Linked DNA regions of Mus musculus: regions 2, 3, 4, 5, 6 and 7 are each linked to region 1. The links are chromatin contacts, called in public HiChIP or PLAC-seq and promoter capture Hi-C maps. All regions are on one chromosome and are shown on one strand. Each heading gives the region's core, a stretch centred on a gene start, on an enhancer-like site or on the middle of the called end of the contact. The rest is flanking DNA. Distances are from core to core; before and after follow the strand shown.

Evidence for each region. Promoter capture Hi-C pulls out the DNA fragments that hold promoters and counts their contacts. HiChIP or PLAC-seq counts read pairs in DNA pulled down with a chosen protein or histone mark.
Region 2: a FOXA1 HiChIP or PLAC-seq map of pancreatic cancer cells shows a contact between it and region 1. The contact joins the promoter of Pkn3 here to the promoter of Tor1a in region 1. A contact is called at or near these places in 2 of 39 promoter capture datasets (the SN4741 cell line and liver), 1 of 115 datasets of contacts at active chromatin or transcription factors (pancreatic cancer cells) and 1 of 9 other capture datasets (embryonic stem cells).
Region 3: a contact with region 1 is called in a promoter capture Hi-C map of liver, with 2.2 times the contacts expected there. The contact joins the promoter of Wdr34 here to the promoter of Tor1a in region 1. A contact is called at or near these places in 5 of 39 promoter capture datasets (the SN4741 cell line, hippocampal neurons, liver and 1 more), 1 of 484 Hi-C or Micro-C datasets (the G1E-ER4 cell line) and 2 of 115 datasets of contacts at active chromatin or transcription factors (neural tube and pancreatic cancer cells).
Region 4: a contact with region 1 is called in a promoter capture Hi-C map of liver, with 2.3 times the contacts expected there. The contact joins the promoter of Kyat1 here to the promoter of Tor1a in region 1. A contact is called at or near these places in 6 of 39 promoter capture datasets (erythroid cells, hippocampal neurons, liver and 2 more).
Region 5: a contact with region 1 is called in a FOXA1 HiChIP or PLAC-seq map of pancreatic cancer cells. The contact joins the promoter of Endog here to the promoter of Tor1a in region 1. A contact is called at or near these places in 7 of 39 promoter capture datasets (the SN4741 cell line, cranial neural crest, hippocampal neurons and 3 more), 1 of 484 Hi-C or Micro-C datasets (CD4 T cells), 5 of 115 datasets of contacts at active chromatin or transcription factors (astrocytes, embryonic stem cells, large pre-B cells and 2 more) and 2 of 9 other capture datasets (adipose tissue and liver).
Region 6: a contact with region 1 is called in an HNF4G HiChIP or PLAC-seq map of pancreatic cancer cells. The contact joins the promoter of Qrfp here to the promoter of Tor1a in region 1. A contact is called at or near these places in 3 of 39 promoter capture datasets (hematopoietic stem and progenitor cells, liver and pre-B cells) and 1 of 115 datasets of contacts at active chromatin or transcription factors (pancreatic cancer cells).
Region 7: a contact with region 1 is called in a promoter capture Hi-C map of the SN4741 cell line, with 2.1 times the contacts expected there. The contact joins the promoter of Phyhd1 here to the promoter of Tor1a in region 1. A contact is called at or near these places in 3 of 39 promoter capture datasets (the SN4741 cell line, hippocampal neurons and liver), 1 of 115 datasets of contacts at active chromatin or transcription factors (embryonic forebrain) and 1 of 9 other capture datasets (adipose tissue).

What each region holds. Positions count from the first base shown.
Region 1 is chr2:30,965,908-30,969,991 of GRCm38.p6, forward strand. Tor1a (torsin family 1, member A (torsin A)) reads right to left here and starts at 2,011. Exons shown (of 5, transcript NM_144884.2): 1 at 1,767-2,011; 2 at 1,183-1,448. The coding sequence starts at 1,947.
Region 2 is chr2:30,076,970-30,081,124 of GRCm38.p6, forward strand. Pkn3 (protein kinase N3) reads left to right here and starts at 1,729. Exons shown (of 22, transcript NM_153805.2): 1 at 1,729-1,821; 2 at 2,565-2,793; 3 at 2,957-3,102; 4 at 3,606-3,717; 5 at 3,787-3,914; 6 at 4,084-4,155. The coding sequence starts at 1,807.
Region 3 is chr2:30,047,416-30,051,294 of GRCm38.p6, forward strand. Wdr34 (WD repeat domain 34) reads right to left here and starts at 1,464. Exons shown (of 9, transcript NM_001008498.2): 1 at 1,269-1,464. The coding sequence starts at 1,454.
Region 4 is chr2:30,203,862-30,207,599 of GRCm38.p6, forward strand. It overlaps Kyat1 (kynurenine aminotransferase 1), which reads right to left and starts at 1,986. Exons shown (of 13, transcript NM_001356474.1): 1 at 1,772-1,986. It overlaps Gm31201 (a long non-coding RNA gene), which reads left to right and starts at 1,988. Exons shown (of 2, transcript XR_374214.4): 1 at 1,988-2,130.
Region 5 is chr2:30,169,731-30,173,368 of GRCm38.p6, forward strand. Endog (endonuclease G) reads left to right here and starts at 1,794. Exons shown (of 3, transcript NM_007931.1): 1 at 1,794-2,336; 2 at 3,112-3,221. The coding sequence starts at 1,845. It overlaps Gm31080 (a long non-coding RNA gene), which reads left to right. Exons shown (of 4, transcript XR_866091.1): 4 at 567-605.
Region 6 is chr2:31,808,302-31,812,079 of GRCm38.p6, forward strand. Qrfp (pyroglutamylated RFamide peptide) reads right to left here and starts at 2,279. Exons shown (of 2, transcript NM_183424.4): 1 at 2,106-2,279; 2 at 1-617. The coding sequence starts at 617. The coding sequence ends at 243.
Region 7 is chr2:30,265,070-30,269,070 of GRCm38.p6, forward strand. It overlaps Phyhd1 (phytanoyl-CoA dioxygenase domain containing 1), which reads left to right and starts at 1,750. Exons shown (of 11, transcript NM_001252570.1): 1 at 1,750-1,872. The coding sequence starts at 1,840.

The DNA of each region.
Region 1 (4,084 bases), core at 761-3,260:
GCCCACTGCTGCGAGACACCGTTCCAAGCTCTGTTAACTCAACATTTTTTGTTTTGTTTGTTTTGTTTTTCAAGACAGGGTTTCTCTGTGTAGCCCTGGCTGTCCTAGAACTCATGCTGTAGGCCAGGCTGGCCTCGAACTCAGAAATCTGCCTGCCTCTGCCTCCCAAGTGCTGGGATTAAAGGCGTGCGCCACCATGCCTGGCTATGACAACATTTTTGAATCTTCTCCCCAAAGCCATTGAGGAAATGATACTGAGCCCCTATTTTCTCCTCTTCCTCCACCTGACATCCTCTCCATTTCTGTTTTCAAACAGAAGCTTACTATGTAGCCCAGACTAACCTCAAAGGTGTGATCCTCCTGCCTCAGCCTGCTGGGAATACAGGTGTGTAGGAAAACACCCGCTGACCTCAGGCACCAAGATTAAACAACCTGCACAAAGCCACAGTTATGGCCACACAATGCTCAACAGAAAGGGGGTGCACTAACAGACTCGAGGTTGAAGCACCATTCTAAGATAAAGAATGTCCCTGCTCAAGTTAAGTGACAGCCCCTACTGCACAGCTGTAGGGAGGGAGGGACCGAACCTGAATTCAGGTGTGAGCCTGTTATCAGAATTAAACTCCAATAGCAGGTTGCAACAGCTGGGTCAAAGCAAACTTGGCCTCTAGGTTTCCTTTTCACAACAGGGGGCGGGGGGAGGCGACTCCTAAAGACCCTGGAGTTGTTATGTCCCCACTTCCCAGCCAAGTTGTCACCTTACCGAGTCACTTTATGAGTGTCACAGAGGCCACTCATAAAACTTTGGTGGTCTAACTGCTCTATGTATCTCAAACCCTTTGTAACTTACATATCTATCCCCCAGTGCACCCTCGCCACAGCGGGAGTTGTGGGAGTTGGGGTGGAGAGACATAATACAGAACTTCCCACATTCTGGGCAAGTGCTCTATGCCGAGCTACCCCCAGCTCTTGACAGTCCCCTTTAAAACACGGTAGCCTAGCTTCAGCTGTCATTCCTCCAAGGGATATGACCACTTCTGTGCACACCTTTTAAAGAGGAACTGACATACAGAGAGCCATGTTGTGGCTCACTCACTGACGTGGAATTCCCACATCCCACCCCACAACAGAGAAACCCCAATTCCGGGTCATCCGCGAAGGCGGTCAACTTAATGCTCTTGCCTTATACTGTGTGATGTTAGAGGCGTGGGGGAAGTGTAGCGTGGCCACAAACAGGTGTACATAGTCACTGTTCAGTCCGCCCTCGTAAATATTCTCCGCGATGATCTTGCTGGCGAAGTTTTTGCCGGTGCCCGTCCACCCGTGCAGAGAGAGGGTAAGGGGCTTCTTGGGCTTCGGGTTGCTTAGGAAACCAGACACGGCGTTTAGGATGACTTTTTTTGCAAGATGCTGTCCAAAGAGCTTGTTATCCAGATCTTTCTGCAGCGCTGAGAAAGGAAAGATCACTCTGGTCAGGAGAGAAACAAGCTGGCAAAAGGCAGCCCCATTTCCAGGACGTCAGGGCCCGCGGAGCCTGGTTTGGAGAGCGCTGAGGGACCCTGGTGCTGCGAACTCTGCCCTTCCTCGGGGTTGGCCCCAAAGCCAAGCGGAAGAGGTGCCGTGAGGCCGCCCCGGAGAGCTCCGCGCAGGGCTGACACCCTACCCCGGGCCCCGACCACTCATCTCTCAGGCCTCCGGCCAAAGTCTGGCCTGGCAGCGGCGCCATCCCCCTGCCGCAGCATCCCGGACGCCTGGTGCCCGCCTACCCTCCCGGCTGAGGCTCCGCATCTGGCCGCAGCACTCGGCGAAGAGGCAGTAGAGACGAGGGTAGGAGATATAGGTGGTGAGTACGCCGGCCAGGGCCAGACTCAGGCTGATGGGCTCCACCGCACGAACCACGCACGGCGCCAGCAGCAGCAGGGCCAGAGCGGCCCGGCCAAGCTTCATAACCGGACCCGCGCACCTTGCGCGCCCAGCGCCCGCCCAGCGCCCACCGTACCCCGCGCACCGCCCAGACTCGTATTTCCGGTTCCTGCTGGCGGGGCCGCCCTCTTTGTCCGGGGCAGGCAGTCTACCGACGCTAGTGGCTACCATCTTTGTTAAGGGCAAAGTCCCTTCTGCTTCTGAACCTTGATGTTACAGGAATAATATTGAGATTATAGGAATCAGGTGATGATGACTGCTGCCCTATCCCCATCAAGTAACAGTGTTTTAGAACCATTTTTTTTTAATGATGGGCGGAGAGATGGCTCAGCGGTTAAGAGCACTGACTGCTCTCCCAGAGGTTCTGAGTTCAATTCCCAGTAACCACATGGTAGCTCACAACCATCTGTAATGGGATCTGGTGCCCTCTTCTGGTGTGTCTGAAGACAGCGACAGTGTACTGACATACATGAAATAAATAAGTATTAAAAAAGAAATGACGCAGGCACCTGCGTGCATGTGGTGCTCATAAACTCATGTGGGCTTACACACATGCATAAATTAACATGTAAATGAATAAATTTTTAAAAATGAGAGGATAATATAGTGGGTTCCCACATGACCCCCCCCCAACGTGCGTCCCTATCATTAAATCTGACAGGTGCGGTGGGTGGTGTGCACCCTTAACCCCAACACTCTGTATGAGTTGGGGCCAGTCTACAAAGTTTCAAGCAGGTCAAAGCTGCATATTGGATCTTGTCGTTAAAACAAAACAAAACAAAACAGAACAAAACTGACATTTGAGGGCTGGGTATTGTAGCACACACCTTTAATCCCAGCACTCTGGGAAGTAGAGACAGGTGATTGTCTTGGATATCTGAGTTGGAGGCCACCCTGTCCTATACAAGGAATTCCAGGTGCAGTCAGGGCTACAGTGAGAGTCTGACATCTCAAAAAAAAAAAAAAGAGGGATCTGCATCTCATACTTGTTAAAAACCCATGACCAGTATTTTTTTTTAAAGATTTTATTTATTTATGTATGTGAGTATACTGACTTCAGACACACCAGAAGAGGGCATCAGATTTCCACTACAGATGGTTGTGAGCCACCATGTGGTTGCTGGGAATTGAACTCAGGACCTCTGGAAGAGCAGTCAGTGCTCTTAACCACTGAGCCATCTCTCCAGCCCCATGAGCAATATTATTAAATAAAGCCCATAGTTTCTTACCCAGTTTCTTCCTTAGGGAACTGTAGGAATAATGTTATTGTGCACTGTATAAGGATTATCCTTGTATTATTCACATGCTGATTGCTATGCCCTCATATATGGTTGCTATCCTTATTTTGAGAACTGCCTGTCATCAATGTTGTGTAAACATTGCTTCCTAATTATTCAGATTGGTCAATAAAGGGCTGATCAGCCAGTGACAGAACAGGAGAGAGGGAGGAAGTGGGGATTTAGCCATGAGGTGGGAAGTCCAGAAGACATCATAATCATAAAAAACAGCTGGAGCAGAGAAAGCCATAAAATACAACAAGTATCTCAAGGATTGTGGCTGTGAAGTAGTCAGATTAGCTTAAAGGACTAAAATAAACTAATACTGCTCAGTTGTTGTGCCTTAAACCTGTTAAATAAAATTAAATAGTCCTGTCTCAGTTATCTGGAAGCTAGTCGGCTTAAGAGCAAACTGTAACATTTATAAATTACCACTAACAGGGAACACTTTGAGCTCCCCACAGTGCTGACTCTCAGCTTCTCTTGGGTGCTCTTTAAATGACTTTGAGAGTTTTGAGAAATACTAGACACTTGGGGAAGGGGAGTTCTGAGAATGAAACCCTGGGCCCCATGCATTGTAGGCAAATGCTGCATGGAGCTATGCCTCAGACCTTCTGTTTCTTGTTTGGCTTCATATTAAGCTTTCTTTGGGATGGCAGGGTGGGGGCAGGGTTGGCTGGTGGTCAGGGGATGGTAGCTAGGCTACAGGACCTCTACACTCCTAACCTGTTAGCCATCTCCACAGCCTCCGTTTTAAGCTAAAATCTTCAGAACTACGCCAGGCTGTCTTTCAACATAGTACAGACTGGTTTTGAAACTTGATCTCCCTGCCTCAACCTCCTTAGTTCTGGGACATAGGCCTGGTCTTTTGTTGTTGTCATTCC
Region 2 (4,155 bases), core at 479-2,978, 890 kb before region 1:
TGGTTGGTTGGTTGGCTGTTTTTTGGTTCTTCGAGACTTGATTTCTCTGTGTAGCCCTTCTTTTTGTCTTGGAACTTGTTCTGTAGATCAGGCTGGCCATGAACTCACAGATCTGACAGCCTCTGCTTCCCAATTGCTGGGATTGAAGGCATGGGTGTGGTGTGCTGGCGTTAACGCCAACCACGGTTCTGTCTGGCCCTCTGCACCAGGCACCATAGGGTCTTCACGACCACACCTGGAGGGCAAACCCCCACCCCCTATGTTCTGGGCAAATCCTACCCACCGGAGAAGTCCTGCCCTCACTCCCAGCCCCTTAAAAACCAACAAGGTTGGTTTGACTGATCTAATCCTTATGCTCACAGCACACAGTTACTGAACTTCCTCCTCAGCCCCTGTGGACATCCTTATGCTAAATCAGAACCTTGACTCCCGCTGAGTCAGAAAATGCGTTTTGCACAAGTCTGAGTTAGTTCGTATCTTATTTGGATCTGGCCATAATTTGGGTCAAGGTTTACTCCGTGACCAGGCCAGGCCCCAGCGCATGCTGCGGGCAAAGCTAGAGCAGAAATGGCCCTCGGCTTTCCCATCTCTAAGAACAGTTGCGGTGCAGAGCGTGACGCTGCTCCCGCGTGGCCGGGAGGGGGCGCTGCTCCCCAGCTCCTGCGGGGCGCGCGAGTCTCCGGAGGGGGCGCCCGACCGCGTGTCCCGCGCCACTTCCCGGGAAGTTTCAAGTTTGAAAGTCAGGCACTGAGACCCGGGCTTCCGGAACCGCAGTGGAGGAGAGGACTGGCGGGCAAGGCGCCATGGAGCCGGAGGGGGCTGTGCGCCAGGTGAACCAAGCGCACGCAGCGACCGTGTTTGCAACTCTGAGCACACGGTGCTCGGATCTTCACACTATTCTGGCCTCTCTGCCTGAGCCCTGGGTTAAGACGCTCTGGTGCCCAGGTCCCCGAAGTGACGGAGATCCAGCCCGGCAGCACGCCTGTTACCGTGGAATATGCCACCGGGGGTGGGGGTGGGGGTAAGATAGGTCAAGTTCCCTAAAATTCGATCTTCTAGAGACTTGCAGGAAGGTGGGAATTTGCCAGGAGCGCAAAGGTTGGAGTATACAGCCTTCCAAGAGGACTGGGGGAGCGGGGAGGGGGTGGGGGGAGCGGAGGGACGGGGAACGGGGACAAGATTGTGCGCGCAGTGGGCGTTGTCCCCAATACACCACACCCACAGGCTAGAACAAGTTGGCCACTAGAGGGATTTGGCTCAGCATTGTGCAAGGAACTCTTGGGTCCAACGAGGGGTCCACAATGTGGAGAGGTTCGGGTTAGATGTGTCACTTAAGCAGGAGAGAGAGATACTGTTCTATGCCAGGACAGTTAAAGGTGAGGTGAGATGTTTATGTAGAAGATAACACCCTAGTGTCAAGTCAGGACTTGAGGGGAAGGTGAAGTGCAGTAGACTGGAGCACCGCAGCCCTCAGGCAGCCTGAAAGGCTGGATCTCACCCCTCCCAGTACCCTTCCTCCGGAGATCCTTCTCGGCCTGTCTAGCTTATACACATTTTCCGATTTCCTGTGAGCCTCCGCCCTGCAGCAGCGGCAGCGAGGTGACTCAGGACCCCGGTGGCCAGCAGGCCCCCAGCTCTGTAAGAGCTTTGTTTGCTCAGGCCTTTGGCTCTGGCCCTCCTGCTTGGGGCAGCCAAAGGATTTCCTGAGCCTCGCCCTTGCCCTCTGACAGTTAAGGCAGGACGATCAACCTAGCTGAGGCCTGGGGCCCCTAAACAGAGTAGCCATTCTTTCATGGGGCTTAGGAGATGGAACACCGAAAGGTAAGGATAAAATAGTGTGGCTTCCAGGATCCTGGGGATAGGAAGGGGGTCAGCAGGAGTTGCTCTGGAATAAGGTCAGCCTCCGAGAAGTTTTCTCTCCCTGCCTTTGATGGTGCCTCTAATCTGGTGAACAGCTGTAGCTCCTGCTTGCCACTTCTGCCACAGCACCTGTCTGCCACACTATGTAAGGCAAAAGAAATAAGTTGTGGTGTTTTGGGCCACTGGCTGTCTCCTGCAGGGGACCTAGAGTGAATTCTTTGCCTACATTACCTCCCAGGTTCCGGTTGCTTCTCAGACCTAGGGAGAGCAGTGTGGCAGGCTGGGAGAAAATGGGATCACACTGTCCCTCGATCCACAGTGGCCACTCCTCTGTGTTGCCTGTGTGAGCAAGCCACCTAACTCTTCTTTCTTTGTTGCTCCTGTATAAAATAGGAATGAGAGCTAAGCATGTGGGTCTGTGTCAGAGCTCTTGTTTAGCACGCTCCAGGCTGTGGCTTCTTTCCCCAGGACCACAAAAGAGCGACTACTACCAAGGAGAAGGGAATTTAGTGTGTTGTTAGAGTGTAAACCTCAGTACCCAGAAGGCACTGGGCGAACCTGGTCTGTTTTCTCTCTCCCTTCTTTGAAAGGGAGACAGGAGCTAGACACTGCAGGGTTCTGAGACACTCTGGGGCTCTGCCTTTTGTATCTGTTCCCTCTTTGCTGTGGAGCAGGGTAGGCTAAGACTTCTCTGCCCTTTGCAGCCTGGGACTGGCCAGAGAGCCCCCAAGGATGAGAAAGAGATGGTCCGCCGAGCCATCCAGAAGGAGCTGAAGATCAAGGAGGGCATGGAGAACATGCGGCGCGTGGCCACAGACCGACGCCACCTGGGTCATGTGCAGCAACTGCTTAGGGCCTCCAACCGCCGCCTGGAGCAGCTGCATGGCGAGCTTCGGGAGCTGCATGCCCAAGTTCTGCTGCCAGCCTCAGCCGGTGAGCGAGGAGTCTGAATAAACCTGGGAACGGGAGACTCACGAACACAATCCTGGCCTTGGCTTTGACCACCCTATATCATCCACATGTTGTCTATACGGAAGGGAAGGGAAAAAGGCAAGCGCTGCTTCCCCGGGGTCTGAACTCTAGCCTTGTGTTGCAGAGCCAGTGACCTCGGAACCCCAGCCGCGGGCGGAGCAGTCCAGGGCTCGGCTCTCGGAGGCTTTACATAGGCAGCTGCAGGTAGAGCTAAAGGTAAAGCAGGGGGCTGAGAATATGATTCACACGTGTGCCAGCGGCACCCCCAAGGTAAGGGCTGGCGTCTGATGAAGAGGGGTAGGCCTGGCTTCTCATCTACCTGATGGGAGAGACGTAGCTCTCAGGTATAAGGATCACAAAGCCAGCCAGACCCTGTGCCAACAGGGAAATGCTACCCTGGCCCAGCTCCTCACCTAATGCTAGAAGTACAGGTAGGTGGGTGAGGCAAGTCTCTGACCCACACTGTCAGCAAAGCCCAACAACAGAAGGCTAGCGGAAGATCCAGCCGGCTGCCCGTCCAGCTCTTGGCAACCTACCCTCTCTTCTCCATCTGACAGAATCCTTACTACTTAGCTTGTCAAACTGATGAGTGTCAGGTTCCGCTCACCCCGCCAGCCTCCACCCCCCATTACCTAGTTCAACAAGGGAGGCTTGCCTGTAGTATCTTCCTTGTAGGAGCTTGAACCTTGGTATAACAGGGGAGGCTCAGCCCCACCCAGGCCCTGGTGGTCTGCCGTAAGCCCCTTCTGATGGGGCGAGTGTCACCTCCCCAGGAGAGGAAGCTCCTGGCGGCTGCCCAGCAGATGTTAAAGGACAGTCAACTGAAGGTGGCCCTGCTCCGGATGAAGATAAGCAGCCTGGAGTCCAGTGGCTCTCCAGAGCCAGGTGAGGCCTCTCAGGTCAGGGAGGGTGGCCCTCGATGGCCGAGGCTAAGGGTTCACCTCCGCCCTGCAGGCCCCGACTTGCTGGCAGAGGAGCTGCAGCACCGACTTCGAGTAGAGGCTGCTGTGGCTGCAGGTGCCAAGAATGTGGTGAAGCTGCTTGGTGGCCAGAGGATGCAGGACCGAAAGGCACTGGCCGAGGTCAGGCTGTGTCCCCGGCTCACTGCTGTCTCTACAGCTCTGTTTGGGTCTATCCACATGCAGTGGGGCCTGCACCCAGGGTTGCTGCCTGTGGAGGGTAGTAGTGAATACCCATGAGGTGTGGCCTGACCCCTTTAACCCATACCTGGTGTTTGTGTCTCCTTGGTAGGCCCAGGCCCAGCTCCAGGAATCCTCCCAGAAGCTGGACCTCCTACGGCTGGCCCTGGAATTGCTGCTGGAG
Region 3 (3,879 bases), core at 214-2,713, 920 kb before region 1:
ACTGCAGGCACCACTGGGGCTTGGGTTGGAGGCAGACTGGTCAACAGCAGTCTTCGTTTGTGAGTTCTTCAAGACTTTACTTGACCTGTCTCTACTTACCCATTTTGGCCTAACCTGGGACCACTCTCCCTTTTCCTCAAGGATTCTCCAGCCCCTTCCAACACCTCAAACAAATGTGCTGACCCCAGCTCCAGAGTCGGCCAGTGCTCACGCTTGATCTGGTCTTCTCAAATGCCACTCAACATCCATTTTTCCAACAGTTCCTCAGCCCTGCTCTGTCGGTAACATGACACACCGATGTGGCATTACAGTACATTGTCTACATACATGGCTTACTGTAATCCTTGCAACCACCGGGAAAGCAGCTATCTCCAGGTTCCCTGCTGATGAATCCCTAACACACCAGTTGGTCAGCATCAGGCCTCCGTTATCTCATTATTTGTATGTTTTTGGGTTACACTAGAAAACCATAGCAGGGCAGTGGTGAGAGAGGCCTTTAATTCCAGCAATCTCTGAGTTCAAGGCCAGCCTAGTTTCCAGAGCAAGTTTCAAGACATCCAGGGCACACAGTGAAACTCATGTCTCACAAAAACAAAAGCAAACAAACAAACAAAAGAACAACAACAAAGGAACATAGAAAACCGTTCAAGCTAGCCCTCAAGGTATCTGACCATTTCAAACACCAATAATGTCAAGTTGAAATGCCTAAAAACTGCTATTCACAAAAAAAAAAAAAAAAAAAAAAACTTCCAAAAATGGCTCAGCTGGTAAGGGCACTTAGCCAAGCATGACACCCTGAGTTGGATTCCCAGGCCCCTCGTGGTGCAAAGAAATAACAACCTTGTGTAAAGTTCTCCTCTGACCTCCACAGGCGCTGTGACACGTGCACGATCCACCATGTAAATTAACTACATGTCATTTAACGACAGCATGGGACCCCTAAGAGTTCTGTTGTCCTGGTTTGCTTTTGTTGTTGTTTGTTTTCGTTGGTTGGTTTCTTTCTCCTCAGAGACCGAAAAAAAGGCTAACGCGAAAGCATCTGTGAGTTTTTTCATTAAAACATGAAAACACGCGGACCAGTGGTGGCGCACGCCTTTCGTCCCAGCACTTGGGAGGCAGAGGCAGGCGGATCTCTGAGTTCCAGGACAGCTAGGGATGGATACTCAGAGAAACCCTGTCTCGAAAAAACAAAAACAAAAAAGCCGTGAAAACACAACGCTGCGCCAGGCCTTCCCGCCCGCGCTGCCATAGCGGGCCCGCGCCCTCACCGTCTCCCCGCGGATCCCCTGGACGCTCCTCCACTGCGAGGGCACGGACGCCACGCCCAGGGTCTCATCCTGAAGAGGCGCAGGCCGCCCTCGCCGTTCGGCGCCGCCAGCCCCGCCAGCAGCCAGGGCAGCAGCTCCAGCGCTTCCAACGCGCCGAAAAGGCCTGGGCGACGCGCACATTGCCATGGCGACGGTCCCGCCCTCTCGCGCCTGCGCCCTGGAACGTGACCTTAGCGGGTTCGCCCCCCACAAACGGAAGTCCGACGAGAGGAAGTGAAGCTGTGGGCGCCGTTTTTGAACTGGTTACAGCATCGTCTTTAAGGCCCAGAAGAAAAATAATGAAAATGTTTATCAGCCAATACAACAAAACCGCAGCGATTTGGGATTGCCCTATGCCCAGAGGCCATTTGGGGGTCCGGAACAGCTCTTCGTGGTATAAGGAAAAGAGCGGAAGTGAGGCGTGGGCTCCAGGTTCAAAGATGGCGCTGAGCGGCCGGGCGCAGAGGCAGGACCGCCGCAGGCCTAGTGGGCCATGCTGGTCCGGAGAACCGGCCGGGCTGGAAGCAGCCGACTACTCCAGAACTGTACTTTGCGCCATTTGAGTTGGCATCATTTCCAATGAATGGAATGAAATAGATCATACACAGATCGAACGTGGGATTGAATGGATGGGAGGCCTAATAATAAATTTACATAAACAATAAAATAAAATGCTTGTTAAATTAAAATTCGAGACTAACCACAGGAGAAGTTGATCTCAATGATAGATGGCCCCAGGTTCAGTCCTCAACACACACGAAATGTTAACTACAAGTTAGTGCGTGCCTATAGTGTGTCAAGCCAAGCACCCAAAGGCTTATGTTTGTTTGGGTTTTTTTGTTTGTTTCTTTTGTTTTTCGAGACAGGGTTTGTCGGTATAGCCCTGGCTGTCCTGGAACTCACTTTGTAGATCAGGCTGGCCTTGAACTCAGAAATCCGCCTGCCTCTGCCTCCCGAGTGCTGGGATTAATTAAACGCGTGCGCCACCACTGCCGGCAGAGGCTTAGAAATGAGTGTTTATCTTATTAAATCCTTAGCCTTCCGTGTGCTTGCTTGTTAGTTAGCTGGTTTGCTTTTTGAAGTGCTGGGGTTGAACCCCGGGCTTTCTGCATGCCAGCTCCTATGTTCTACCAATGAACTACCCCTATAGCTCAATTGTTATTACTCCTGTGCCTCTTACAGTCAGATATGGAATCGTCCAAAGTCACCCAGTAAGATCTTACAGGTGGCTTGCCTGATCCCCCAAACCAAGCCTGGAGCCTCTAGACAACCATCTGCTAGTTTAGGCCTCTGGGTCTATTTCCTCTTTTCTGAGACTAGGAAGCCTGCCGTGGTCCTGTTCTCAGTGCACCACCCAGGGACAGGATGCCCCTCAGCAGAGCAGCCAAGGCCAGGAAGGCCGATTAGATTAGCAGCACTGGGAGGGATAATAAAAAGCCATAGAAAAGTCTTCCTAACAAGGACTGCTTTGCAAACATCACCAAGGATTCCAAAAATCATACTCAGAGCTCAAAGATTAAGAACACTGGCTGCTTGCTTTTCCAAGACACTCAGGTTCACTTCCCAGGACCCTCGTGGCAGCTAATAACTGTCTGCAAGTCCAGTTCCAGGGAGATTTGACACTCTTTCCGGCCTCTGAAAGCCCTAGACATGCACTTGACGTGCAGTCACACATGCAGGCAAAACATCCATAAACATAAAAATAATAAGATATAATTTTTTTAATCACACTTAAAAAGCCCAAAGCTGTGAAAGTCCTAGAGTAATGTCTTAAAACAGACTTGGAACCAACTACGTCCAGCTGAACTGGACAAAGAGGCTTAGAAGAGGCTTTCTTCACCTGGTCAAGGGAAAGGAGAGAGTTCAAGGCATCAAATATGAAAAACAGCTTGTCGGGCGGTGGTGGCACATGCCTTTAATTCCAGCACTTGGGAGGCAGAGGCAGGCAGATTTCTGAGTTCAAGGCCAGCCTGGTCTACAAAGTGAGTTCCAGGACAGCCAAGGCTACACAGAGAAACCCTGTCTTGAAAAAAAAAAAAAAAAAAAAAAAAGCAAAAAAACAAAAAAAAGAAAGAAAGAAAGAAAGAAAACCAGCTCAATAAAGATAAGGCTAGCCCTGAGAATATAAATCAGCCTAGTGTCTGGGGGACTGGATTCTACCCTAGCAGAAGTGAGATGTTTGTATATATTGAAGATAGCTTGAAAATGGAAGGAATGGCTGGGAAGTGGTGGCGCACGCCTTTAATCCCAGCACTCAGGAGGCAGAGGCAGGCGAATTTCTGAGTTCGAGGCCAGCCTGGTCAACAGAGTGAGTTCCAGGACAGCTAGGGCTATGCAGAGAAAAAAACAAAAAAAAAACAAAAAACAAAAAACCTGTCTCAAAAAAAAAAAAAAAAACAAAGAAGAAGAAGAAAGGGAAGGGGAAGGAAGGGGAAGGGAAAGAAGGAGAAGAAGAAGGGGAAGAAGAAGAAGGAGAAGAAGAAGAAGGAGAAGAAGGAGAAGAAGGAGAAGGAGAAGGAGAAGGAGAAGAAGGAGAAGAAGGAGAAGAAGGAGAAGAAGGAGAAGAAGGAGA
Region 4 (3,738 bases), core at 736-3,235, 760 kb before region 1:
TGGTTAAGACCTGTCCCCATTTCATGACAAGGAAAAAAAACCCTGAAGTTTGGCCTTAGATGTAATGGTCCCAGCTCCAATATTGCACTAGCTATGGAACATGGGTTGTCTTGACTTAGTTTATCCATCTGTAGAATGAGTACAGCAGGTCCAAGAGAGCCGGCCCTGCTCTAACAGTGTGCTCTTTGCTAACCCCTTAGGACCTGAAGGGAGGCTGGGCAGGCATGCTACACACTTCTCTGTCACAATCTTGGAGAATTCCCCCTCTAACTTCACCCAGTCTGGTTCCTTGTACTATACAAAAGTTTTCAACACGGGCTGGTGAAATGGCTCAGCGGGTAAGAGCACTGGCTGCTCTTTCGAAGGTCCTGAGTTCAAATCCCAGCAACCACATGGTGGCTCAACCACCCATAATGAGATCTGATGCCCCCTTCTGATGCATCTGAAGACAGCTACAGTGTACTTTTTATAATAATAAATAAATCTTTGGGCTGGAGCGAGCAGAGGTCCTAAATTCAATTCCAACAACCACAAGAAGATTCACAACCATCTGTACAGCTACATAAAATAAATAAAATAAATCTTAAAAAAAAAAGTTTTCAGGGCTGGAGAGATGGCTCAGCGGTTAAGAGCACTGACTGCTCTTCCAAAGGTCGTGAATTCAAATCCCAGCAACCATATGGTGGCTCACAACCATCTGTAATGCAATCTGATGCCTTCTTCTGAAGACAGCTACAGTGTACTTAGATATAATAATAAATAAATCTTAAAAAAAAAAGTTTTCAGCACAGGAACTGACTGCCAGGTTGTCTGTTGCTCTCACAGAAACATAGGGTGGAAACAGTGTCCTGTTGGCTGTGAGACCCTGAGCTCCCTACTAGGTCGACTACACAGGAGATCCAAAAATTAGTGCTAAGGCTCCCAGGAAGCAGAGGGAGAGACCTGGTGTCTTCAAACCCTCCTGCGGGTGGGAGGGGAGTGAACATCTGTGGGAATCCTTTTCCAAACTCTGTGCCTCACCCATTGGTAAACAGAACTGGTGTGTATAAAACGGTGAACCCACCAGCGGGGCCACCTGGTGTCTACCATTGTGGTCACATTTGTTCATAGATGATACTCCAGGTCTATGGAGGACTGTAAGCCTTGGAGTCCACCTACGCGGGACAGCCCTGTTCTCTTTCGTTCACCCTCTCTTTCAGCCTCTTTCAGCCCCATTTTTCCTGCAGGTCATGTGGCATGTCTGTGATATGCCTGGTAGAACATGGGTTTTGCACATCTGACCATAGCAGGCTTCAGTAGGACTGAAGGCTATTCTTTCTGTCCCATTAACTTAAAAAATATTATTATTATTATTATTATTATTATTATTATTTTAACCTAAGTTATCTTGGAAGTTGTCCCACATTAGTACATGAATCCAATTGCCGTGCAGCCCGGGAACCGACAGAACCCAGAAGGACCCACAGAGACTATTGGCGCTAGCTCTGCAGGCAATTCTCCGTTAGCGCAGTCTGCATCTTCTTGGCCAGGACTACCTTGGGAGAGTGGACGTGGGTGCAGAGAGAACTAGTCTAACTGGTTCTGTGACTGAGTGTAGAGCTGCCAAGACCGCGTGTGCAAGTTTTTCTCAGGGGATAGATCCTTCTTTCAGAGAAGCTACACATCACATACAAACAGGAGCACATGGATCAAAGAGCTACAGCACTCGCAAACCTTAGCTAACTTCAACACACGATCTAGATGAAACCCCGCACGGCAACCAGGAACTGACCTGCTTCAGCAAACAATAGCGCTGCTCTGTCCAATAACCCGCGACCCCAAACGTATTCCCAAGGTTGCAGAAGTCTGTTCCTTTAAAGAGGCCGAGCCCTAGATGGGCTACTTCCGCCCAGATGCAGCTTAGCTCAAGAGAACTGTCAGAAGCAGTGCGAAGCTCTGTGTGCCCTTTAAAGACTGGGCGACAGCCTAGGATCCCCAAGCATTTGCGCTCGGTGACATCACTTCCGGGGCGGAGACCTAAGAAGCGGTACAAACAAAACAAGGAGCCAAAGACCCACGGCGCGACTGGCTGTGGGTAGCCAGACCCAGGACTAGGGCTGCCTGCGTGGCGGCCGAGAACAGCGGGCCTTGGTGAGTGGGTCGAGTATGGAAAGGGACGCGCTGTCACCTCCCTGAATCCAATGACGCGGGCCCGACCTCCGCTCGCACCTCTCACCCGAGTTTCCGCCGCGGTCCCTGCAGATCCACGCCCCTCCGCGCACGTGCACCTTCCCAGAGGTTCCACCCGGGCTCCCCTAGTACTTGGTGCCGAACTCTTTCCTTGAACCCCTCCCTCTTTCTGATCTGCGGGACTATTCCCTGGTCTTTGGAATCTCAGGCTGGAAAAGACCGATTCTCCTATTGGTTTAGCCCGTCGCATGTATGCATTGGGCAGGAGTGACAGATCTAGGGAGGTGAGGTTGGAAGAGCTGGAGGTCAGCAATGACGCGTCCAGGCTGAAGGAACACAGCTTGGGAAGCCAGGGGACAATGAAATTGGAAGCTAAATTGAGAAGGAAAGAATGGAGGACCTGAAAGTTTCAAAGACCTTCTGCCTTGGAAAGGTGGCAGCAAAACCTTCAACCCCTGCTGACTGTTCTGCTCTCTGGAGCACACAGACTAGCAGACAGCGCAGGAGGAAGGGCAGGAGGTCTGCTTCTTGTGCTGGGGACGGAGGATAAGGAGGATAAGAGTATGTTCCGAGGCTTGGGACAGTGGAAGTGACCTGGCCACACAGTTGGTGAAGGTTAGGTTCCCCTGTGGCAGTCCAGGGGAAGCAGGGACTGGAGGCTAGTGTTGTGAGGAGATACTGGGGTGGCTTGACTCCCTGCTTTCCCAGTTCCATAGCTTGTTTGGGTTTTGGGTGTTGACTCTGGACCTTCTTGTCTCCCAGGGTCTGTAGAGGACAAGGCAGGAGACCAAGAGACGTTTGTGACCCACCACCTCCCCAGTGGTTTTCGTCTGCTGAGGACACCTGCTACAGAGCAGTTTCGTTACACTTCAGTGGCCTTTGTAGAGAGTGGGGGCTTCTGGGATTGCCCTGTGAATCAGGAATCCGGGCAGGTGGCTGGGTTTTTGACTTGCTGCTTGAAGGAGCTTCAAGGGAGGAAGCAAAAATGATTGCAGGTTTTGTGGGGGGACCGCAGAGGAACCTAGGTGGGATACATATACTAACCTCTTTGCCATCCCTGGGCTCTTTCACCTGCCCTGTCTTTATGGTTGGCCTTGGACTGGGACTTATGTTGGGAAATGTGTCCTTGGCCTCCTCAGCACTGCAGTCTGAGAGGAGACAGACATCAGGAATAGAAGCTGAGGGTTGAGCATTGTTAGGACAGCCCCATGGTAGTCCAGAGGAGAAGGTACCCACATGGACGATGTTGCCTGAGGTACACTTCCGGAAGTGGGATCCTGGAGGAGCAGGCGAGCCTGCAGCCTCAGTTCTGGCTCTTTAACCATGAACAAGTAGTGGCTCAGTTTCAGCCAGGTGTCTGGATCCCGGCTGAGGAGACAGTGCAGAGGTGGCCTGGACAGCGTCTGCACCTTTCTGGCTCTAGGTGCTTTACTGCTAGACACCCGTGTTGGCTTCTGTGTTCTTGTATTGACCTCCTGGCACAAATTGACCCCACCCCCAGGTGTGACATGTTCTAGATCCCTCTTAGACCCATTCAGGTCCCAGCAAGTGTCACCCCATTCCCAGTGA
Region 5 (3,638 bases), core at 544-3,043, 800 kb before region 1:
AAAAGAAAAGAAAGCAAGCAAAATTCTGGTCACTTGAGCTGAATCCTTCACCTTAGAACTGCAGAGGCTGCACAGTTCAGAATATAATGGGTCCCGAGAACTGAAGCTATAGGACATTGTGAGCTGCCTGTCACTTAACTTGGGTTCTCTGCAAGAGTTGAATATGCTCTTTAAAAAACAAAATTATGGGGCTGGTGAGATGGCTCAGGTGGGTAAGAGCACCCGACTGCTCTTCCGAAGGTCCAGAGTTCAAATCCCAGCAACCACATGGTGGCTCACAACCATCTGTAACAAGATCTGACTCCCTCTTCTGGAGTGTCTGAAGACAGCTACAATGTACTTACATATAATAAATAAATAAATCTTTAAAAAACAAAACAAAACAAAATTATGTTGTCTATATAGGTGTTTGCCTACAAATCCTTTGGTGTTACAGATGGTTGTGAGCCACCATATAGGTGCTGGGAACTGAACCTGGGTCCATTGCTAGACCAACATGTGCTCTGAACTGCTGCACCATGTCTCCAGTCTACAACTTTGTCTTTTTTTTTTCATTTTTTCAACAGTCTGTGGTGACATACACCTTAAATTCCAGCACTTAGGAGGCAGAGGGAGGCGGATCTCTGAGTTCGAGGCCAGCCTGGTCTACAGAGTGAGTTCCAGGCCAGCCAGGACTACACAGAGAAACCCTGTCTAAAAAAATCCAACCAAGCAAACAAGCCCAAGTTTCATCATAACATGTTCACACATGTACACGGTATTTGTATGATTTCCCTCCATTGCCTTCTTACCCATCAACACCTGCAGATGCCCTATTTCCCAATGTATCTTAAAAGAAAAAAAATTATTATTCAGGCTAGAGAGATGGTTCAGATGTTAAGAGCACTGGCTATTCTTCCAGAGGTCCTGAGTTCAATTCCCAGCAACCACATGGTGGCTCATAACCATCCATAATGAAGTCTGGTGCCCTTTTCTGGACTGCAGGTATCGTGCAGGCAGAACATTGTATATGTAATATATAAATAAATCCTTTTACAAAAAGAATTATTCTATGGATATGAATACACTGTCTTCAGACACACCAGAAGAGGGCATCTGATCCCATTACAGATGGTTGTGAACCATCACGTGGTTGCTAGGAACTGAACTCAGGACCTCTGGAAGAGCTCTTAACCCCTCAGCCATCCCCCCAGCCATCCCCCAATTATCTTTTAATGTATAATTGGTTTTGTCCCATGCTAATGAGTGTGGCTCTGACTGTACACTCTCAGCCCTATTTTCTTCAGTTTTTATGTATCGGTCTTCCTCCGTCTTAATAGGTTGTAAGGAAGTTGATGTCTTAAAATATTCATAAGTTAAATACTATTCCATCTGAAATGTAGGAAATATCTTTAGCCAGCCCCTGACCTACGGACAGGAAACATTGGCCAACACAACATACTTCCCAGGCCAAACCCTTTAAGTGGGTTGAAAAGTATGACCCTAGCATAGCTATTTTCTCTAACCTTATATAGCAAGCTTAGGTTCCAGGCGGCTATCAATAGCTACACCTGCATTCTTCTGTTAATCAATCTAGAGAAATCCTTCGCTCGTTTGGTGGCAGGAGGGTGGGTGCACCTGAGGGGTCTGACAGATCTGGGGTTCTGTCCTGTTTAAAAGCAGGGCCATGTGAGGTGTACATGGCGAGGCGGAGCCCGACGTGGAACGACCAATGGCAAGCGAGTAGGGCGGCACCAGGACCCAGCTACGTCTTAAAAGGGCAGCTGAAGGGCGTCGGGGGCCACGCCAGCACAGGCTCCTTCACTCTGTGCTAACATCAGTAGCGTCCTTGTCCTCCGGTAGGCATGCGCGCGCTGCGGGCCGGCCTGACCCTAGCGCTGGGCGCGGGGCTGGGCGCCGCGGCAGAGCATTGGCGGCGGCGGGAGGGCAAAGCGCCGGGGCTGCTGGGCCGAGTGCCATTGTTGCCGGTGGTCGCGGCCGATCTTCCCGCGCTGCCGGGGGGACCGGCGGGCGGCACCGGGGAACTGGCCAAGTACGGGCTGCCCGGCGTGGCGCAGCTCCGGAGCCGCGAGTCCTACGTGCTTAGCTACGACCCGCGCACGCGCGGTGCGCTCTGGGTGTTGGAGCAGCTGAGGCCAGAGCGGCTCCGTGGCGACGGGGACCGTAGCGCCTGCGACTTCCGCGAGGATGACTCTGTGCACGCGTACCACCGCGCCACCAATGCGGACTACCGCGGCAGTGGCTTTGACCGCGGCCATTTGGCCGCCGCCGCCAACCACCGCTGGAGTCAGCGGGCCATGGACGACACCTTCTACCTGAGCAACGTAGCGCCTCAGGTAGTCTCGGACCCTGGTCGCCCGCCCGACTGCAGCGTCTAGATCTTACTTTACACGTGCACCGTGGCGGGAGGGAGGAATCTTACAGTGGCACTGCAGAATCCGGGGTTTATCCTTCTTCAGCCTCCCGTGGGAAGCAGTGCACCAAGTAGTGACGGGCTGCAGCAATGCCTGTCAGCAAGCCACCCAGTGTGCTTCCTCAGGGAACCCGGGAGCTTGACTCCTCAGTCTACCCTGCTGGCCTAGGGCCAGTCAGGCCTCCAGGGCACACTGTTAGCACTGCACCTGCTCCCAGCAGGGTCTTGATTGTGAAGTAGGTTCCTGGGACATCCACCCAGTGGATGGAGATGGACAGGAGACCATATCCCACCCCACACCTTTTGTTGCTCGATTTTCCAGGCTGCCCAGGAACTCAAGAGATCTGCCTGCCTCTGCCTCCTGAGTGCTGGGATTAAAGGTGCACACCAGCACTGTCCAGTCCCCGTGCCTTTAGAGCTTGACCTAAGGTTTGGGAGTTCCAAGAGACCTTGGGGGTCTCTGAATGACTAATGTCCCCTCCTTCCTCCTTCCCTTGAGATGGGGAAAGCTTAGAGCATTGGAGTGCCAGGAATGGAGTGTGGCTAGCACTGGCTCAAAAACTGTAGTCACAGAGCCGTAAGGAGGGAGCCCTTCTTTGAGCCCTTGTCCTTCAAATGTTTGGGCATTGACATTAAGAGCTGGGGCATGCCTAATGGAAGGTCCGAGGTGTGCTCCTGAGCCTCGCTTCTCCCACCAGGTGCCACACCTCAACCAGAATGCCTGGAACAACCTTGAGAGGTACAGCCGCAGCTTGACGCGAACTTACCAAAATGTCTATGTCTGCACGGGGCCGCTTTTCCTGCCCAGGTAAGCCTGTAGCTGACGGGGCCTCCGACTCCTGTTCTCCAACCTTGGGCTTTCTGTGTCACTGTAGCCAGAGACCTTTGGGTGGCCTAGAACTCTGCTGTGCCCTCAGGTGCCTGGCCCCACACCTGCCTTTGCTCCCCACGTCTGACCTGCCTTACCACCTGTAACCCGTGGCTGCACGGGAGGCTGTCACCCTTGCCTCTGACGTGCTAAGGATTCCTGGCAGACAAATGAGCTGAGCTCCTCGGGAGGGCACAGAAAGCAGCAGCAGCAGCAGCAGCAGCAGCAGCAGCACGGGCTGCAGCACGGGCTGCAGGAGGCAGCGGCTGCTGCGGAAACCAGAAGCTACAGGCATCCACTACAGGCCATCTGGCGTGGCGCGGTGTGACGCCACCCGAGCACCAGGCTGGGGCTGGG
Region 6 (3,778 bases), core at 1,029-3,528, 840 kb after region 1:
TAGGGTGGGGTGGAGGGAGGAGAGGGGATTGCTCATTTTGGTTTTTTGTTTGTTTGTTTGGTTTTTTTTTTTTTTCTTGAACACCACCCAGATTTCTCACTTTAGCAAAGTTGGAAATGAAAATGTGAACACACCTATTCACCACCACTAGTGCACTGTGATACTCTCTCCGGGTCTGGGTTCCTGAGGTTGGGGCCGGGGCAACAGTAGACGGTCAGACGGGGCAGAGTCCACGCAGGCCCTCACCGTCCAAAGCGGAAGCTGAAGCCTCCCTTCCTCCGGCTGTAGCTGCTCAGCTCCTCTGCCAGAGTCCCCAGAGGGCCGCTGGCCTTCTCCGAGTCGGCGGGCAGGAACCCTGCGGCCTCACTGCTACCGTCTTGCCTCCCTAGACGGAAGCCGGTGTGCTCCCTGTGGGAGGCCTGCTGCTCCCTGGCCACCACAAGCAGGGCCTGTGGCTGTGGATTTTGAACCGAGTTGGGGGGATGTCCCTCAGCCAGCTGGGCCCAGTTCATCCTGGCTCCGATGTCACCGATGTCTGTGGGTCCCCTTCTGTCCAGCAGGGGAAAGCAGGCACTCAGAGGGAGAAGTAGGGAAAGCAAAGGCCGGAAGCCCCTCATCTGAGCAGAGGAGGGAGAGAGAGGAGGGGGTAGTGGCCAGCATTTGGCCACATGCAATCCCTGGCCCCAGGCTTCCCAAGGTCTGGGCAGCCCTTGGAGGGATAGCTGCTGACTGTGCTTAGCCTGGTTCCCTAGCACCCAGGACACCAGGCTGTCGTAGCCACCGCGGGAGCCAGCTGGACCAATTAGTCTGATTCCTATTCACCTGTAGCCGGGGAGCTGCCTGCCTTGGTGGCTCAGTACTGGAATACCAGAGCTGCCAGCTGGCTTGCAGAGGTACCCGGGTGGCCCTCGGGGCTGTGTGCATTTGGGTTCAATTTTCTATTATAATTATTGACTCTTGGGCCGTAGGCAGAGTGAGAAGCTGCCGTGTTTTCAACTTGATAATGAATAGGTCTAGCAGCTCTGCTGGGAAACCCCACTGTCTCCCTAATTCAGGAACAAGTTGCTCTTGGGAGGGGGAAATGGGCCTGGTGGCCCTTGTGTAAGTCAAACTCCTACCTGGGGAGGAGCTAGAGGCAAGGCTGGGGACAGCCAGCACCCACTGAGCTCCCACTGGGCAGGACAGGCTCTGGTGAATGGGTTTCTCTGTACAGTAAGTCTGTCTACAGCAAACGCTGCCCCACCACACAGCTCTGGGCTCTAATGTCAGTGTGGTTTCTCCCTGTGCCAGTCTCTAGGGAAATGATTGCTTCCTGATGATAGCCATCCAGCCCACCAACCCCGGGGCCACCCCCCCTAGGACCTCAGGCACAGAGAGCCTCAGGGTTTGCCCTAGGTCCTACAGCTTTATAAGAAAGAGAGCTGAATTCAAGGTAGCCTCATTACTCTGTGCCCCCATACCTGTCTCATTGTCTCGAGGTCCCCCCCCCCACATCCCTTGGTGGGAACTGTTCCCTTCCCTCACAGAGGATGCTTGTGTTTGCAGTGACCATGGGTGAGCTGAGCCGAGCTGGCTCATCCTCTGAGGAAGCCCCTGAAGCTGGAAGTGGCGGGGGACGGAGGGGGGAGGGGGGGGGACAGGGGGGACGACTTCTTTCCAGAAACAGCTCCCTTGAAAACATTTCAAAGAAGTGAGCGCAGCCAGAAAGCTTCAAAAACAACAACAAAAGCAGCCCTGCTTTCTACCCAAATCCAGCTTGCTAAGCCCCCTAGTCCCCAGGGCCTGGAGTAGCCTCCAGTCTGCTGCTGCTAAAGGGGCTTCCTCAGGCACGGGTGGAGAGGGCAGGGCCCCCCACATGGGACAGACAAGTCTCATTCCCTTCTCCCCATAGAAGGGGAGGACCAGGAATGGTCTTTATCCCCAGAGATTAATACTTCCTGGCTGGCATCTAGGGCCGGCTGGCTCTGGTGGAACTTGAGCTGAGGATGAAGCTGCGGGTCTCCCACACACCCGCCCTTCCTGGTGTGTGGCTCGTGGTGCTGGCTGTACCCGCCTGCACCCAGCTCACCTGGAGAGCCTGGCCTCCCGTCCCTTGCTGTACTCACTGTGCTGAGGGCTGCTCTAAGAAGGGCAGGTGAGTCCCTGGACCCCAGTTGTCAGGCAGAGCTGCTCAGGTCCCGGTCCAGCAGGCATGGCTCTGGGGTTCCCCCGCTTTATAAAGCTCCCTGGAGAGGCGAGCCCCAGCCTGCCTGATTGCTATGCATTCCTAGCCCCAGGATTCCTTTGGGGCTGCTGGTGGTGAAGGAAGGGGCACCGTGGGCCAAAGGACAAAGAGACAACGCAAACAGGATGTGGTCTGATGAAGAGTGGCGGGCGCCACCCTTGCAGCACAGAGAGCATCATCACGGGTCAACCGCGGGCTCAGACACTGGAGGTTCCCGGTGGAGACATGGAGGCCCACTCTTGAGAACCCTGATGGTGGCCCTGCCTTGGTCTCCCTCCAGAGACGGTGGGCTTACAGAGGCAGCATCCTCACTGCTGAGAGGGCTTGGAGGGTCATGGACACCCAGTCCCTTCTGTAGGCAGATGAGGTGTTCTGGTATATGATATACCCCTCCTTAGGAGCCTCGGGAGACATGAAACTGGGCAGGAATTCTTGGTTCTGAGGGGTTCAAGGTTTAGAACTCATGGCTAAGCAGGTCCCTCTCGGGCGACAGCTCCAGCAACACACTCAGTCTGTGACAACAGTGGTATGTTCTGTCTCTCTCACCATGCGGCCTCATGGCTGGTCATACTTTCCAGAGTTGGCTGCCCATCCAGACATAAAGCCACAGGGCCTGCCCTTCTAAATGGCGGAGTATGATCATACCTACCTCCCCAGTGGCTGTCAAGGTGGCTGGGAGATAAGGCATCGAGTTAGCTAGGTGTAGACTTGGCAAAGGTGTAGGGCAGGTAATGAGGCCTTCCTCCCACACTGGCACCCTCAGGAAGGACAGGGTTGTCTGTCACCACCACCCCTAACCACACACCATGACTTCTCTTCCGCTGAGTCCACGGCTGGGTGCTGTTCTTACCGGCCGGCACCACCGCAGTGAGTGTGTGTCTGCAGGGGCTGTAGATACCTCATCTCCATAGCCTCCTCCTTTTACCAGACTCCCTCTGGATGCTGACCACGGGTGCTCTGGCCAAGGTGTGGTCACTGCCCATTCCAGGGCCACTACTCAGTGCAGTTCTTCCGGTGACTAATGACAATGCCCCACCCACACACCCTGGATTCAGCAACTGCATGGTAGGGTGGGACCCTTCCCCTGTGGCCCACTCAGTTCCTCAGTTCACACTGGGCTCCCACCTGCCGTGCTGTGACTATGGGGCTGGGAGGCCAGCTCAGACATTTGCTTTAATCAAACACTTGGCTCTGAGGGCTGGGCAGACTCCCAAAGCGCTTTTCAGGCACACTCCTGGGTTCCTGCCTGCATCTGTCCCTCTGATCCTTGAGCCCCAGTGTCTTCAGCTACTGTCCGCCATGATGGGGGACCTTGCCAGCAGCTGCTGTCCAGGCCAGCGTGGAGTCTGGAGTTGAGGGTGTTTCTGATGTCATCGAGCAGGATGGGCCTTGTCAAGGTTAGAGGCTGAGCAAAGAAGGAAGCAGTGTTACAGGAGGAATTGGGGTGGGGGGTAGCTTTCCAGGAGGTTCCAAGGCTCTCTGAGTTGCAGTCCTGAGGGCACAGGGCTCCATGCAGCCTGTCCAGGCTTCCTTGCAGCCTGGCTTCTGGACCCA
Region 7 (4,001 bases), core at 500-2,999, 700 kb before region 1:
GTGAGGAAGAGGCCAAAGTGTGATCAAAGAGGACACCTGAGCTCCACAGGCACTGATTCCTCAGACCTGAGTCGTCTCTGTCCCTGTGGACTGCTTGCAGATAGGGAGGATGGACAGAGGGCTTCACTCACAGAAAGACCCTCTTACATACCTCCAGTCCAGGAACTTCCTGTCCTGTCTGGTCTGGTCTAATCCAGTTCCACTGCCCCTACCCCACCCAGGAGTAGGAGTGGGGGTTGGGAGAGACTTTCTGGCCTCTGCCCCAGACCTGTAGAATTCAGTCTGGAACTGGTTAGCTTCTGAGGAAAAAAAGGAGATGTGGGAACACCACCCACCCTCCCCCTGAGGCCAGCAGAGTGAATAGAACAGAGGCCCCTTAGCCTGCCCATCCACCCAGGCCTCACCACCCTACCTAAAACCACAGTGTGGGCCTAATCCCTACCTTCAAGAACAACTTAGAAAATTTGGAGAAACTGAAGAAATAAGTTTTATTTCCACCCACTCATGCTCACCCTGTAGCATTGGGTGAAGCAGTGGGAAGGCACTTCCTAGATGCTAATCCCAGGCTGCTTATCAGCAGTGAGTAGTACTTGCTGTTCACCCTGGCCTGTTAGACACCCACTGCAGAGAAAGTAAAGGACCACCTGTCTGGCTGAGCCTCCCCCCCCCCCCTGGTTTGGTGAGGTCCCCAGGCCATTGCTGGCTCAGCAGCGGGGGCCTTCTCTGCTCTTTGTTCCTGGAACTTGGTAGAGTGTCTGTTTTTGCTCAGCGGTTGCATCAGAAAGGACAAGTTCTGCCTGCCCTGCCTTGTGACTTTCCCGGGTCTGTCTCCAAGCCTTCTCCAGCCTGACCCGAGAGAATTTCCATCAGCCCTAGGGGCCAGTGGCCACAGCCCTCACTGGCTCTCTTGAGGCCTGGACAGCCCAGACAAAGCAGTAGCTCCCACTGTTATGGCCCAGAAAAACACTTGGTCAGGAGCCAAGGCTCTTGACAGCTGAGCAGTATGTCCCCTTGCTGACTCCTGAGACACTCTGTCCCCTGGCTGTACAAAGCACCATTTCTGGGAAGGCCAGTGAGCAGCTTTTCAGAGCTCACTGTGGTTCTGGCCACCCTGCCACCCCACCGTAGACACCAGTCTGAGGGTCTGAGGCTGGAGAGCAGAAAACATCTCTATCTTTCCTCATCCCGAGGCCCCTGGCTCTGTTCCCCAGGACGCTCATCTGCCTTTCCTTAGCACCTCTTCATAGACTTTCTTCCAGCATCCAGAGGCTCCAGATCAAAGCTGAAGAAGCACACAAAGTTATCTTCCTAGGACCCTTTGGCCTTCACAGTCCAAAGCCACTCAGGGCCCAAGCCCTGCAGTCTAACAGATGTCCCTCTAGGGTAAACTTAGATCCTGCGACTGGGGACTTTCTAGCCTTTTCCTTCCTCGTGCTAGTGCTGACTCAAACATCCTGGCAGTCTCCTGCCAGCCCACACTAGACACACTAGTACTGCCCGGGAGTGAATTTTAGAGAAAGACTTGAGGGATCAAGCCAGCCTATGAAAGAAAACAGGTAAAAGCTAATCCTGGATTAACTGGAGGCTGGGCCAGGGCTGAGACTGGGCCCACCTCCAAGGTCAGAAATGGGGGAGGAGCAAGGGGAGGGACTGGGCCCTGGGTGGAAGGCACAGACTGGATTTGTTTGGAAGGGTGGAGCATGGGGTTGAATATTTTCTGGGTAGGTAAGAGTTAAATCCTTCTGGGCCTCAGTCACTGGTCTTTCTCCCCTCCTGAACTTTCTCCTCTCCAGCCCTGGAGCCATCGAGCTGAGCCAGCTGAGTCCTGCAGTATTCCCCATGGCCTGCCTGAGTCCCTCACAACTCAAGAAGGTAGGGGCCCGTGGTTTGGAGGGTGCAGACCTCTAGTGACCTTTGAACTACCTCTGACATTTCACAAAGGAGAGAAAGATCCCTGCATATCAACCCTAATTTCTGCGAACAAAGCCCAAGAGGGCCAGGTCACAACACCACCTCCCCAGGTGCCATCTCCCCGGTCAGATACAGTGGGGGTTGGGGCTAGGAGGTAGAGAAACCACAATTCAGATTATCTAATCCAGCTAGCCCCAGGGGCCTGTTGATGAAGGCCTGGATAGGGCAGGCCAGTAGCTAGGTCAGCTCATTATGAAAGCCTACCATACAGGGGGTGGACTACGCACACTTTAAGTTAACCACCCCCAATCTCATATGCCAGGACTGTTAATGTATTAGATCTAGCCGAGGATCTTTGTTTCAAAGTCCCTCCTGGAGCTGTGGTTGGGGCTTAGCAGTTGAGTGCTTGCTTTAGGCTCCAAGATTTGATCCCAACACTCACAACACATACAGAAACACACACCACCACCACACACACCCCACACACACACACATACCACACACACCATATGCATACCACATACACATCAAAACACATACACAAACACATCACACATATCACCACACATAAACACGGCACACTCCACAATACATAAACACACACATACAAACAGACTACACACACACCAACACACATACATATACCACTATTACCACCACCACACACACCACACATCATGCATACACAGACACTCACACCACACACACACACACCATACTCACACACACATCCCATACAAATGCACACACACATACCGCACACACTCACATACAAACACATACATATGCATGCACACACCACACACACACACTCACACACAAATGCACCCATGTGCACATACACACAGAGACACATACATAAAAGCACACACATACCACACAGACAAACACTCATCACCCAACCCACACGCACTCACACAGACCTACTCTCTTTTGACAGCTGCCACTGCTGCCACAGTTCCCAAATTTGTCTGTGACTAAATATGTAGTGGAAGTCTGTCTGTCTTTTCCTTCTGTCTCACAGGCTATCTTTTGAGGGACAAAGCCCCATGTCAGTATTTTTTTGTACAGTTTGTGCTGAACTTTTGTTCAGTTTTTATGATTTCAAGCATGGAGGGCCTCCCTGTGTTAACCCTGAGTGATGGTTTGTTGCTCTGGCCTAGAACTCAGTCTGTAGAGCAGACTGCCCTTCAGCTCACAGAGCTCTGTCTGCCTCTGCTTCCTAAGTGCTGGGGTTAAAGGCATGGGCCACCATGCCTGGCCACGCTTACATCCTTGCTTTCTGTCCCTTACTGTGTTGGTTCTGTTTGTTTTCAGTGCTGGGAACAGGAGCCAGTCCTTGTACATGCTAGCAAGCAGTCAGCTTCTGAGAGGCGACCCAGTCACACACGTAATGTGCCTCAGCACCTTAGGCTAGCCTCAGAATAAAGAGACTTGGGGCAAAGTCAGAATCAGGCATCTGTGTTCACAGCCCCTAGCCTTCCCCACACTCACTCAGGAGAAAGAAAGCCAGCAAGGTCCTGCGACTGGGGACTTTCTAGCCTTGTCCTTCCTAGTGCTGGTGCTGACTCAAGCGTCCTGGCAGTCCCCTGCCGGCCCACACTGAGTAACACAATGGAAATAAAATTTCCAATGCATGGGTTTGGGGTTACAGGACAAGCCATAGCATGGGCAAATTCACTCTCCCTTCTGTCTGCTCCCCTGGCTATCCTCCCCTCACCCTGTGCTCCAGCCCTTCCCAATTTCCCAGTCGTCCAGTGCCCACAGGCTTTGTACTTCCTGTTCTCTGTCTTTAATGCTCTTTCCTATCTCTTTGCTTCCCAATGTTCTGCTCTTCCTTTAACCCCACTTCCTCCAAGCTGCCCATTGACCCCTTCACCTCGTAGATTCTTTGCCTTTAATTCTCAAAACCCTGCCCTTGTCTCCCTGTAAGTCAGTGTGATGTGGGATGGTATGTTTGTCTGATGGTAAGGGATGCATGGGTCTCCTTCACTGGACTATAAATTGTGTGAGTGTGGAGGGTGGCTGGTTCATAATCACATGTCCATCTGCTGAAGCTGTCTCGTACTCGCAATGCTTAGTCGGGATTG